Regions from separate parts of the Mus musculus genome. Here all the other regions are linked to region 1. Evidence: chromatin contacts called from public Hi-C and promoter capture Hi-C data. All regions are on one chromosome and are shown on one strand. The core of a region is the stretch at or near the end of the contact, and the rest is flanking DNA. Distances in the headings are between cores, read along the strand shown. Region 1 has its middle 41 kb from the start of 1700025K04Rik. Region 2 holds the start of Lrig3 (leucine-rich repeats and immunoglobulin-like domains 3). Region 3 has its middle 9.9 kb from the start of Gm29944.

Region 1 (3,586 bases), core at 1,069-3,568:
TCCAGCTCATTTTAGTAAGAACTGTCATTAAACCCATGCCCTCTAGAGAGTACTGAGTCCCCTGTGCCCATCACAACAGGTGTCTGAGGTGAGTGCTGTCCTTCTGAAATCTATGCCTATGTGATACCTCAAATGTGACCTTTACAATCTGTATAGATGTGACCACTTTTAGGATGAGGCCACAGTGTGCTATGTTGGACCCTAATCCAATGATGAAGATGGAAATTTGGACTTGGGAGATGTATGAGAGGCAGGGAGGAGAGAGGGAGAAAGAGGAGGGGGCAGATTGAGTTGATATGGATGCCAGTTTAGGAATTAGGACAGTCAAGGTTGCTGGCAGAAGCCTGAAGAGTAGAGGAAGGACCCTTTACTGTACGCTTCTGTCATTATGGCCCTGGGGAATGTATTAGTTTCCATTTTGACTTCTGGCCTCTCAACCCTTGACAGAGAAAATTAAGTTTTGATTACTGGATGTCTGTATTAACTGGTTAGAGTGTCTGGGGAGGACAGTGCACGAGAAGAAACAGCTCTGGAGGCCTTGCTGAAGTTTCCTGTGGAGAGGCCATGCTAAGCAGTGCGGGGTGGGTGTGGATATTCTACCAAGTGAGGCAGCTGTACCTCAGAGCACAGAGTGCCAGTCACTCATATTGATGGGCTTTGTTTAGTCTCTCTAGATAAACCTGTAGGATTCCAGAGAGAGATTAAGAATAAAAAGTATAAAGAAGAACCATAAAACACAAGAGCAAAATTTATATACCTATTTATTTTTATTCGCACTTCATCCTAAAGAGGATTTAGAGTTCCTTTCATGGAAGCACACAGTAGAAGAAGGGGAAATAAATTAAGAAATGAGAAAGATGAAACAAAGGGGAGGGGGAAACATTCTGGTAGAAAACACCAGCAACAAAGCCACAGAGCACAGCCCTGTCCTCTCACCCCCCGAGTATGAGTAAGGCTCTCCAGCATGAGATAATACCAAATCCGAATTTTTCTCTAATTTGTAAATTTTCAATGGAAATTTCAGGCTGTTGCTCCAAGTAGAAACGAGCTCTAATTATCTCTCCGATTTTCATATGATTTTCAATAAGTCAGCATTACTGCTGTGGCTGATGAACTGGAAAGCCCAGAAAAGCAGGCTCGACTTTTCTGTGCCCTCTGAATCCTTTGAAATGTTTTAGAATCACTGTCTTTGAAGGATTTGTTTGTGCAGAGAGAAAGAAAAGGAGAGGTTGGGAAATGGTTTCGTATACTGTTGTGTCTGATCTAGTAAACTCCGTGTTCAGGCTTGCTATAGTGGCTAAGTCGGCCACCAAAACACCACGGGGGTTACCAAATGGCTCGGTACTGAACTTCTCAGGGCTCACTGGATATCTTAGCCCCACCCAAAAATGTATCCTGCTACATCTAACGGAGAAACAGTGTGAAAACACACAGAGAACACTTTTGTAAGATCGTCTTCTTTAAATGTCTCCTGCTTGGGGGACATCACTTGGGAATCAGCTCTATGCAAAATACCTTGTAATAACCTTTTCTGTGGAGATAGGGACCTCTAATCATATTTCAACCGCGAGATACACACACGTGCTTCAAGTTAAGGGAATTCTATTTATGCAGTTCTGAGTGTCCTTGTGGGGGGTGGGGTGGGGGAGGGAATAACTTAGGGAAAACTTTCTGCTGTCAGACAACCGTTCTCTTTTGTATAATTGTGCATGGAAAGCAAATAATAGTATAGTGCATGATTTAATGATTTAGGCATTTATTAATTCATTTTTAAAAAAGGAACCTTGAGGGTGGGGGGAGTTAAAAGCAAATTTCCTGCAGCAAGGAAACGAAGCCCTTAAGGTTATCCAGTTCATTTATCGTTGGAGTTAATTAAACAGTGACCTGGACTTTTCACACAGTAATTACTCTTGATGAAAAATTAACTACAGTCTTCCAGTAAGAAAGCACACACAGCAAGTTGTTAGAGGGTGGCTGGCCTGACCCAGGACGCTGGCTCGGCGGCCACAGTTCCTGTAGGTGGCAGTGAAGCACCGCACGAGCCGCCGGCCTCGGCCCAGACTGCGCATGCGCTACGTGAAGGGCAGGCGCTGCCCGGAGCATGCTCTGCCCTCAGGCCAGCAATTTCACTAAGTTCCTGGCTACCTACTCAATTTCATAGCCGCATCTAAATGAATCTTTTCTGAACTCAGCAGAAATACAAACTGCTCCTTCATATACCCCAAATTGTCCTTCTGGTGGAGCTGGAGCTGGCTTCTGTTTTATTTTTTCCTTTTTTTTTGAATTTCAGCATTGGCCTTATATGGAGGGAGTGGGGTGGAGAATTAGGGCTAAACCCTCCGCTTGAATTGTCAAAGCCATTTAGCTTAGCTGTGGCCCAGCCTGCTTAGGGGGAAAAAAAAAGTAAATCTATAAACTGAGGATCACAAACCTGCCCTACCCAGGAAAGATGTCCCGGAAAGCCCATAACTAGATTTCTTTCTTCTTGTGTTTTTCTTTATTCTGCTGCTTTCCTTCCTGCTATTCAAAAATAAATAAAATCCCCTACTCTGCTCAAAAGGCCAGGATGATTAGAATTTACACAGCAACCAAAACCATGAGTCATCTAGGTAACTTGCAACTTTCAATTTGGCAATAGTCTGATTCTATTTTATTATTATTATTAATATTATTATTGTAACTTGTTTTCCTGTTTGACCTTAGATCGGGGTTACTTGATAGTGTAGGGTGATGAGGATTCTGAAACTGTGTGGGTTTCTCCGTCATTTCAGGCAAAATTTCTCTCTCCTGCTTCCTGCCTCCAGTTTCCCATTCTTTTGGTGGCAAGAAGATAGACTGCACAGTGTCTCCCACATGTCTCTATGTCATGTTGCCTTGGGTCACAATACCGACTGTAGATGCGAGAAGAGTAACCCCCCTCCTCCAACCTCTACCCTGTGCACAGATATATCTAAAATGATTCCTGGGACTTCACTGTTGATATAGCTTGTACAAAAAATTTTATAAGCAAGATCCGGCAGAAAATAGACAGTCAAAGCAATTTATGGACTAAGTAAGAGGTACACTGGAAATAAAATTGAAGTTTAAAGACAAAGAAACTGGGGAAAGAAAAGACAACGGTCTAACTAACAGTCCACAAGGCATCAGAAGGGTTTAAGAAAAACACATCTTGACGTCTGGGCGCTGAAGGAGGTAGGAAAGGGGGTGACTGGTAGTATTGAGCCAATGCCTCTCAGAATTGGAAGAGCGGCAAATCAAAGAAGATTCTGGGAAGATGAAGGATGGGGCCTGCCGTTGAGCATCAGGGAGATTAGCAGAGCAGAGAGCTGGAGCCATGGTGAGTGGTAAAAGAAAGATTGGGGAATCTGGCAAGGGTGGCTGACCGGGTACAATTACAGGGTTGACAAATGGGCTGAGAAGAGAGAGGGGTTGAGAGATGGGGGGGGGGGGGGCATCTTAGAGATCATCCACAGTAAAGCCAATGCTTTTGTATTCTCCAAGGCTTTAGATAAAGACACATTTATGTGGAGTAAGAAAGAGCTCGTAAGAGGAAATTCTATGTTAAGAAATTTCCACTATAATAAAA
Region 2 (3,397 bases), core at 863-3,362, 360 kb after region 1:
CGTGTATTGAGACAATTTACTACTGGCGGAAATGTAATTAAAGACTGTGCTAACCAAATAAACTGTAATTTGTTTTTAGTGTGCCACCAAATTATCTGCAAAACAAAATCCTAATTAGGTCAGCTCCCTTTAAGAACGTTTAAATAGGTATCAAATCCACTCCCCCCACCCCCCACGCGCTCCCTTTTGATTCAACTCAATTTCCAATCAAGGTCCACACAGTTTTCTGAAATCCATCTACATCTAGTGGGCCACCTGTCATTGAGAAACTACTGGGTAAAGTTAGACTTCGTAAGCATTTCTAAAGGCACTCCAGGGAGACAGGGAAGGTCTTAGTTCCCCCCCCCCCCACCTCCGCCCTTCTAGCATCCATAGGTGCCCTCCCCCCATGCTCCATTCCATATGTTGTCAGTAGAGAGCCAGTCGGCTTTCAGGAAGGCAGCAGTGTGACCCCCCACCCGGCAAGAGGCAATTGAATGGAATTAGCCACAACTAATTGAAAGTCTTCCTGCTTCAGGCTCAGGTCTTTATCTCCCCTTTCACGAGTAATAAAAGCTGCTACATCAGACATTCCATAATCAGCCATTAAATATCAATCCAATTCTCGTTAATTCTATTTCCTTATTAAACTCCCTTTTAAGAGAGCGTGTTGTTTGATGGTCAACAGCTTATAACTGATGAAACAATGTAGGTTGGGACACTGGATCAAAACCACGATTTCTTAAGCCGCCTGGCCAATATTGTCAGGACCTACGAGTGTTTAAGAGCTGAGAATGTCTGCTAGGCCTAAATTTCAGAATCTTTAAGTATGAAGTGATTTGATTTCTTTTAAACGGGACAACTTCTTTTTTTTTTAAGTGCAACTTTTGCTTTTTTGCTTATGGCTTAAACGCCCCCTCCAATTTTAACAAAATTAGGGGTTGGGAGAGAATAAAGAGAGCTGACATTTGTAAGGACTCGCATTTCCAAGTAAATTATATTTTCTTCCGTGTTCTATCCACACAGTTGGCAGTGACTTCGGGGTTTCTGGCTTCCCAGCTAAAATCCGCCAAACAGCACTCAGCGCAGGCTCTAAACTTGCCCAGATCTCGGTTGTGAAAACCTACTTCCTTTGCTTAATCTACCCGATCAGTCTTCGCACCCAACTTCTCACAGTAACCAAGACGCAGACGCATTTCAAAGTGGCCCGGGAGCGAGGCTGATGGTCTGCTAATGTGAAATTAAGCACTGCGGAGAGAAAAAGTCTGTGCGGCTTTGCTTGAGCAAGGGGGGTTATAAGAGAAAGGCGCGCCTGCAGTGACCGTCTAGGGACCCTAACTAACCCCTGAGAAGCTACAGTTGGGCCAGTTTCCTACATAAACTCAGAAGAAAACTTGCAAAATACAGTGTCTCGCAGACTGGCTCCCAATCGCAGGCGTCGGGTCTGCTGGCCTAGGAGTGGCGACTCAAGAACCCACCTGCGCGGATGCAGAGGGAGACTGAGTCCCCCCACAGGGCTCCGGTAGCGGCCTGGGCGCTGTATAGTGCGCTCTGAGCCCCGGGCCTAGGCGGACTCTTCTGGTCTCGCACCCCTGGCGGGCCGGTCTCCTTCACCCCACCGGAATGATACTGATACTCACAGCCGTGTGACCCAGGCCGGGAGAGGATCGGGAAGGCGAACCAGCCGCCGCCGGCTGCAGTCCAGCAGGTCCCCGAGGCAGTGGCAGGCGGCTGGACACGGGCGCTGCGCATCGTCGTCCAAGAGCTGCCCGGGAGCCCCGTGGCCTCCGCTTCCCGCCGGGCCCGCGCGCCCCAGCCCCGCGCACAGCAGCAGTCCCAGCGCCGCGGTGGCCGCTCGGAGTCCGGGAGCACCCATCGCCGCGCGCCCCGCCGCCTCCGGTTCGGCCCGGAGCTCTACAACCTCGCGCACCCCCAAAAGCACCGACTCCCAGACCGGGCTGGACACGCCGATCGCCGCCTCGTGCTCCTGGTGGCTCAGTCCCCGCACTGAAGGCCTCGCATGCCCCTGCACAGCGGGAGAGCCAGCAGCGGAGGACCGGCAGCCACGGTGAAGGCAGCCCGAGCGGCGTCCGAGAACGGGATGGCACGCCGAGAAACTTTTCCGCCTGCGGCGGGCGGCGGGGCGCGATGTCCCGGCGCGGCGGAACGGCGAGGCGGGGCGAGAAGGCGGGCGCGCGCCCATTGGCCCGCCTGGCACCCGCGGCCACGTGACAATAACAAGGCTCCAGCCCCGAGCCGGCGCCCGGGAGAAAGTGGAGCTGAGATTGTAGGAAATTCCGAGTTACATTTTCCAGCGTCTGCAGCCAGCAGTCTCCGCTATGTCCTGAGAACCATAGATCAGATGGAATGGGAGGGCAAGAGCGAGCCAGCGAAGGAGCGAGCCAGCGAAGGACTGAGCCGGCTGGTGCTCTGAGCTGCAGTTACTTAAGGGAAACTTTAGAGAGTACAGTTAAAGTAGTTGCAGTGTTCCAAGGCCTTTCAATTCCTAGCGAGAGAACTGTGTCGATTATTATATTGTTGGCGAATGAAACAGTGGCTTTCATAAAAAAAATTAATATCGGTGCCAGTGAGGTCTTTTATGCCCATAAATTGGACATATATAATGTATATGTATGCGTATTTGTATATGATGTATATGTATAGCCTGGCAACCCAGCACTGTATGGAAGAGGCAGGCAGACCTATGAGTTTCGGGCCGGCCAGGACAACACAGTGAGACCCTGTCTCAAACGTATGTGCACATGGATGGATGGCTAGATGGATGGACAAAGGACATGGTTTGGGATATGGGAGCTTGGTTTATAATAGATGGAGCTGGAGGGAATGATAATAAATTAATAAATAACTAAATAAATTAATAAACTAAATAATAAATTAATAAATCCAAGTTGGCAATCAGATTCCAAACAATAGTAGCTAAGAAGAATAAAAGCAACCACACTAATATATGCTAAGACCTTGAAAGAAAAAGCACACGTGCGCATGCACACACGAACGCACGCACAAACACACGTGCACATGCACACACATGCTTACACACACACACACACACACACACACACACACTTACCTTAGTCTACCTGCCTTTTGAATGATGACATTCTTGACTGAAAAGTCTACCAGACTTAAATAAGCTTATCTGTCTGTGGGGTATATTGAGGGAGGAGGTAGAACCAAAATACCAGGCACCCCTGAAGTCTGTCTGGATGTACTCAGCCTGTAACCTGGGTAGCAAGGTGTTGAAAATAATGGAGACCTCAGAGTTGATCTGCTAACACCTCAGGGAAAATAGGTCCCAAAGAGATACCTAACATTTTGTAGGGTGACATAAACTAATTTTAAGGCTCTGTTTCTGTAGGTTGTTGGCTGCATGGTATCTGCCCAAGCATGTCTGTGA
Region 3 (3,473 bases), core at 472-2,971, 380 kb after region 1:
GGGGGAGAATTTTTGTAGAAATCCTGTTGTGCTTTTACATTGGGTTGGCTACATGCTTAGCGCCCATCAGGTAATTTGATGTGGATGGTTGGAGCAGGAGTTAGAGGTCACGATCATCCGTAGAGGAAACGGTGTCAGTATCTGAGGACACAGTGGCGCCGCTATGAGGATGTGAAGTCTTTGAGGAAAAGATTCTAGAGAGAGCTCAGAGCCAGGGTATGAACCATGGACACTCAGATGGGCGGTCTGAACTACGGCTAGCCAGAGCGCACTGCTTCTGTGAGTCAAGGGTATACAAAAGTGAAGCCAAAGTAAAACGCAATTTGTTCAGGATAAAGGGGTGGGGGTGGGGGGAAAGACACAAGGTTGAGTTTCAGGTGACCTTCGTGTGGTGACCGTAGTGAATTCATGAAATCTGTTCATACAGAGCACAAGCATACCAAGAAATCCGTGGGTCTAGACTTTCCGTGTCAAGTTCCGGTGCTCAACTGGAGAGAAATAGCCAGGTGATTCCGTGTCAAGTCCCTGTGTCTCAACTGGAGAGAAATAGCCAGGTGGACGGTGGCTGTGAGAACTCATGTGAATAAGGTTGGGTGGTGGAAACCATGACAGGGTGGTGGGGCAGGGCGTGATAGCTCAGAAAGAGTAGGTCAAACCGCATATACACCAAACTGAGTGACAAGGACTAAGAGGTGGCCATTGCTCGGGCTGTGGGGTGAGTCCTCGGAAGAGAGATAGGATCTAAAGTGGAATAGCATGAACGAGATAGAAGAAACTGGAAAGCAGCTTCTACCCACCAGGTTCATGCTTTGTCTTTATGACGTGGAAAAGGAATCAGGAAAGAAAGATGGTTAAAACCTCACACTGGCACTAACTGGTTAAAGCAGGTCCAAAGGATTGGAGTTGGTGGGGGGTTGGGAGGGGAGGGAGGTGTGGGCACCCCTGCTGTGCGGAGGAGACCTCACAGAAAGGCTTTGCAAACACCTCCTAATGCAATCGCCCTCTCCCCTCCCTCCTCTACAAACTGAAACCTGTGTTTTAACTACTCTGGCTGGCATCGGTTCACAAAAATAATTAACATTCCTCAAATTAATAAGTTCTTACTCCTTTCGCTTTTGAGCTGGCTGCGGGAGTTGCGGCCTTTGCTGATCGATGCTCCCTCAGTGTTGGCTTGCCTGCCCTTTCGGCTTTGAAATCCCAGTCTACTTTTTCTCTATCCTCTGGCAGTGCAGAGCACTGGATGCTTGCCATGAAGGCCCCAGAGTGAAATTCCATGGGGCTTAGACTTTAAAATCAGATCGTCTGAGATATCCTCCGAATTTGGCAACAAAACCCATTTAAGGTGTATTTTCTTTCCTTTCGATGGATAACGCGGGCCAGGACCCAGCTGTTTTATGTCATCGTAAGGCAACAATGGAGAGAAAAGTTAATTTTTTTCACTGATATATTTTAAATTATTTTGTATAAATCCCTCTGTAATTTTATTTTTAAAATGCAGTTTATTTTAAAACAAGAGCCAGGGGGTTGAAGCAACATTCGCAGGATCGTGGGGTCCATCAATAACAAAGTGGAGTGAGAACGGATGGGCTCCCTGGTAGATCCAGAGTTACATGGCCAGCAGCTGCTGAGATACTGCAAACAAACGCATCATTTCTTTCCTTCACTCCGTTTTCTTTAAAAAAAAATAACTGCACTCTTTGTCATCCAACCTCAAGCAGTGGGTCTCGATGCTTCTGAACGATAGAATCTAGTCTGTCTGCAAGTCTTGCTATCTGCTTCTGTGAAGGGAGCTGGCTGCCCAGTGAATGAAATCCAGTTTTTGCTTGCCTCAACTGCCATCCTCTAAACCAGCTGTAATCGGTTCATTTTGTAATTATCCCCTCTGTCAAGAGAATTAGTTTGAAGGGCTTCTTCAGTCTCTACATTGCGTGGTCAAAAAAAAAAAAAAAAAAAAAAGAAAGAAAGAAAGAAAAGAAAAGAAAAAAAGAAAAAGAAAGAAAGAAACCATGTCCCAAGCAAGGCGCAAAGCAATGAAGATATCCAACAAACCTATTTCAGAACTGGTACGTTATTTGTCCCAGAAGTTGGTTAGTTTTAGTTTTATAAATTTAAATATAAAACACATGAAAGACTCTTTTGAATGTGGGCCTCTAAGCTTCCCTTAGAAGAGGAGGGTCTGCCTCTGTCAACTGAATTAAACATGACATGGGATTCCCAGGGCAGAAATTTGAGCTTTTCAGAGAGCACGTTAGGTGGTTGGACTGAGGGGACAAATAAATCAGAGATTTGGAAAGCTTATAGTTCTTATCAGGTCTTATTTATACTCTTGGGGGTGGCAGCTTGTAAAACAAATTAAGACGCCCCATGCTGTTCTCTGACTCCCATGATACTTTGCCAGCCTTGTCTGTGGTGATAACCCTACAGGGTTAAGTTCTGTTTCAGAATGGGGAGTCCTTTTCAATACCTCGGAGCCTTTTCTTTCTCATGAGTGATATTTTTAACGCAAGAGTACAACTGAACAAAACAGCTTGTACCCACTTCTGGCGGTGTTAGGGTATGGGTATGCCTTCAAAGACTAGATGTAAATAAAGTGTGTCAGTTAGGAACGGATCAATCGGACACTTATGTGATCAGGAGAAGGCTTAAATGATAGCTTAGTAGCTTGGAGGATCCGTCTCAACCCAAGAAGCTGAAGTCACGCCTTAGAAGTCACACACATATGCTAGAAGTTTGGCCGGTCGCATACGCTCTTCATTTGCCGTGGATGGCATTCTTGAGTATAAGCTTTGGATTCCAAGGTTTGGAAGTTGTCACCGTGAGACATACTTTGTGTCTTCAATGGGTGTGTCTATTTTCACAGAATTGAAAGTATTGCCCATACTTGTCCAAAGTTGATAAAAGACAAGGAAAAGTATGACTAGAAACCAACATTCTCATATTACGCCCTCTCTGCACAAGCAACCCTGTGAATACCTGGGACTTCTGTATTTTAAAAACATCAGTACAGGAGCTGGATAAATGATTCACGAGCACTGGCTGCTCTTTCAGAGGACCTGAGTCCAATTCCCAGCACCTACATTGCAGCTTACAACTGGTTGTGACTCCAGTTCTATGGAATCTGGTATCCTCTTCTGACCTCCACTGGCACTAGACAGGTAAGAGGTGCTCAGGCATACATGCAGGCAAAACATTTGAAATGCAAAAACAAATCATAAAATAATTAAAACAAGTGTTAACAGAAATCAGTCATATTTTTAAAACGTCAGAACTGTCAGGGCAGCACGAAATGAAAACACGGCAGCATAGTAAAACAATAGTGAAGTAATTTTGAAAGCAGTCAGCATCCACCATGAAAAAATAACAAGAACAATAGTGTGCTTTATATAAACACTTCATTTGATTTACACACAAGAAGGGATATTATGCATAGGACTATTACTGTGCTAATGACTAAGACACACAAACGCTCAAGA

The links. Promoter capture Hi-C pulls out the DNA fragments that hold promoters and counts their contacts. Hi-C and Micro-C count contacts between places; a contact is called where the count stands out from the background.
Region 2: a contact with region 1 is called in a promoter capture Hi-C map of hippocampal neurons, with 4 times the contacts expected there. The contact joins the promoter of Lrig3 here to the enhancer-like site in region 1. A contact is called at or near these places in 2 of 39 promoter capture datasets (hippocampal neurons and liver), 4 of 484 Hi-C or Micro-C datasets (cerebellar granule neurons, cerebral cortex, embryonic fibroblasts and 1 more), 8 of 115 datasets of contacts at active chromatin or transcription factors (astrocytes, craniofacial prominence, embryonic forebrain and 5 more) and 1 of 9 other capture datasets (embryonic stem cells).
Region 3: a Hi-C map of cranial neural crest shows a contact between it and region 1, with 2.4 times the contacts expected there. The contact joins two enhancer-like sites.

The regions. Positions count from the first base shown.
Region 1 is chr10:126,329,218-126,332,803 of GRCm38.p6, reverse strand. No RefSeq gene overlaps it. Among named protein-coding and RNA genes, the nearest start is that of 1700025K04Rik, 41 kb to the left of the region's middle. Within about 2 kb of position 2,318, at least 31 of the 459 cell types and tissues checked have an H3K27ac peak or open chromatin away from gene starts, as enhancers often do. A contact at or near this core is called in cerebral cortex, embryonic fibroblasts, forebrain and 1 more, where this site is marked.
Region 2 is chr10:125,964,934-125,968,330 of GRCm38.p6, reverse strand. It overlaps Lrig3 (leucine-rich repeats and immunoglobulin-like domains 3), which reads right to left and starts at 2,112. Exons shown (of 19, transcript NM_177152.5): 1 at 1,620-2,112. The coding sequence starts at 1,855.
Region 3 is chr10:125,946,744-125,950,216 of GRCm38.p6, reverse strand. No RefSeq gene overlaps it. Among named protein-coding and RNA genes, the nearest start is that of Gm29944, 9.9 kb to the right of the region's middle. Within about 2 kb of position 1,721, at least 29 of the 459 cell types and tissues checked have an H3K27ac peak or open chromatin away from gene starts, as enhancers often do.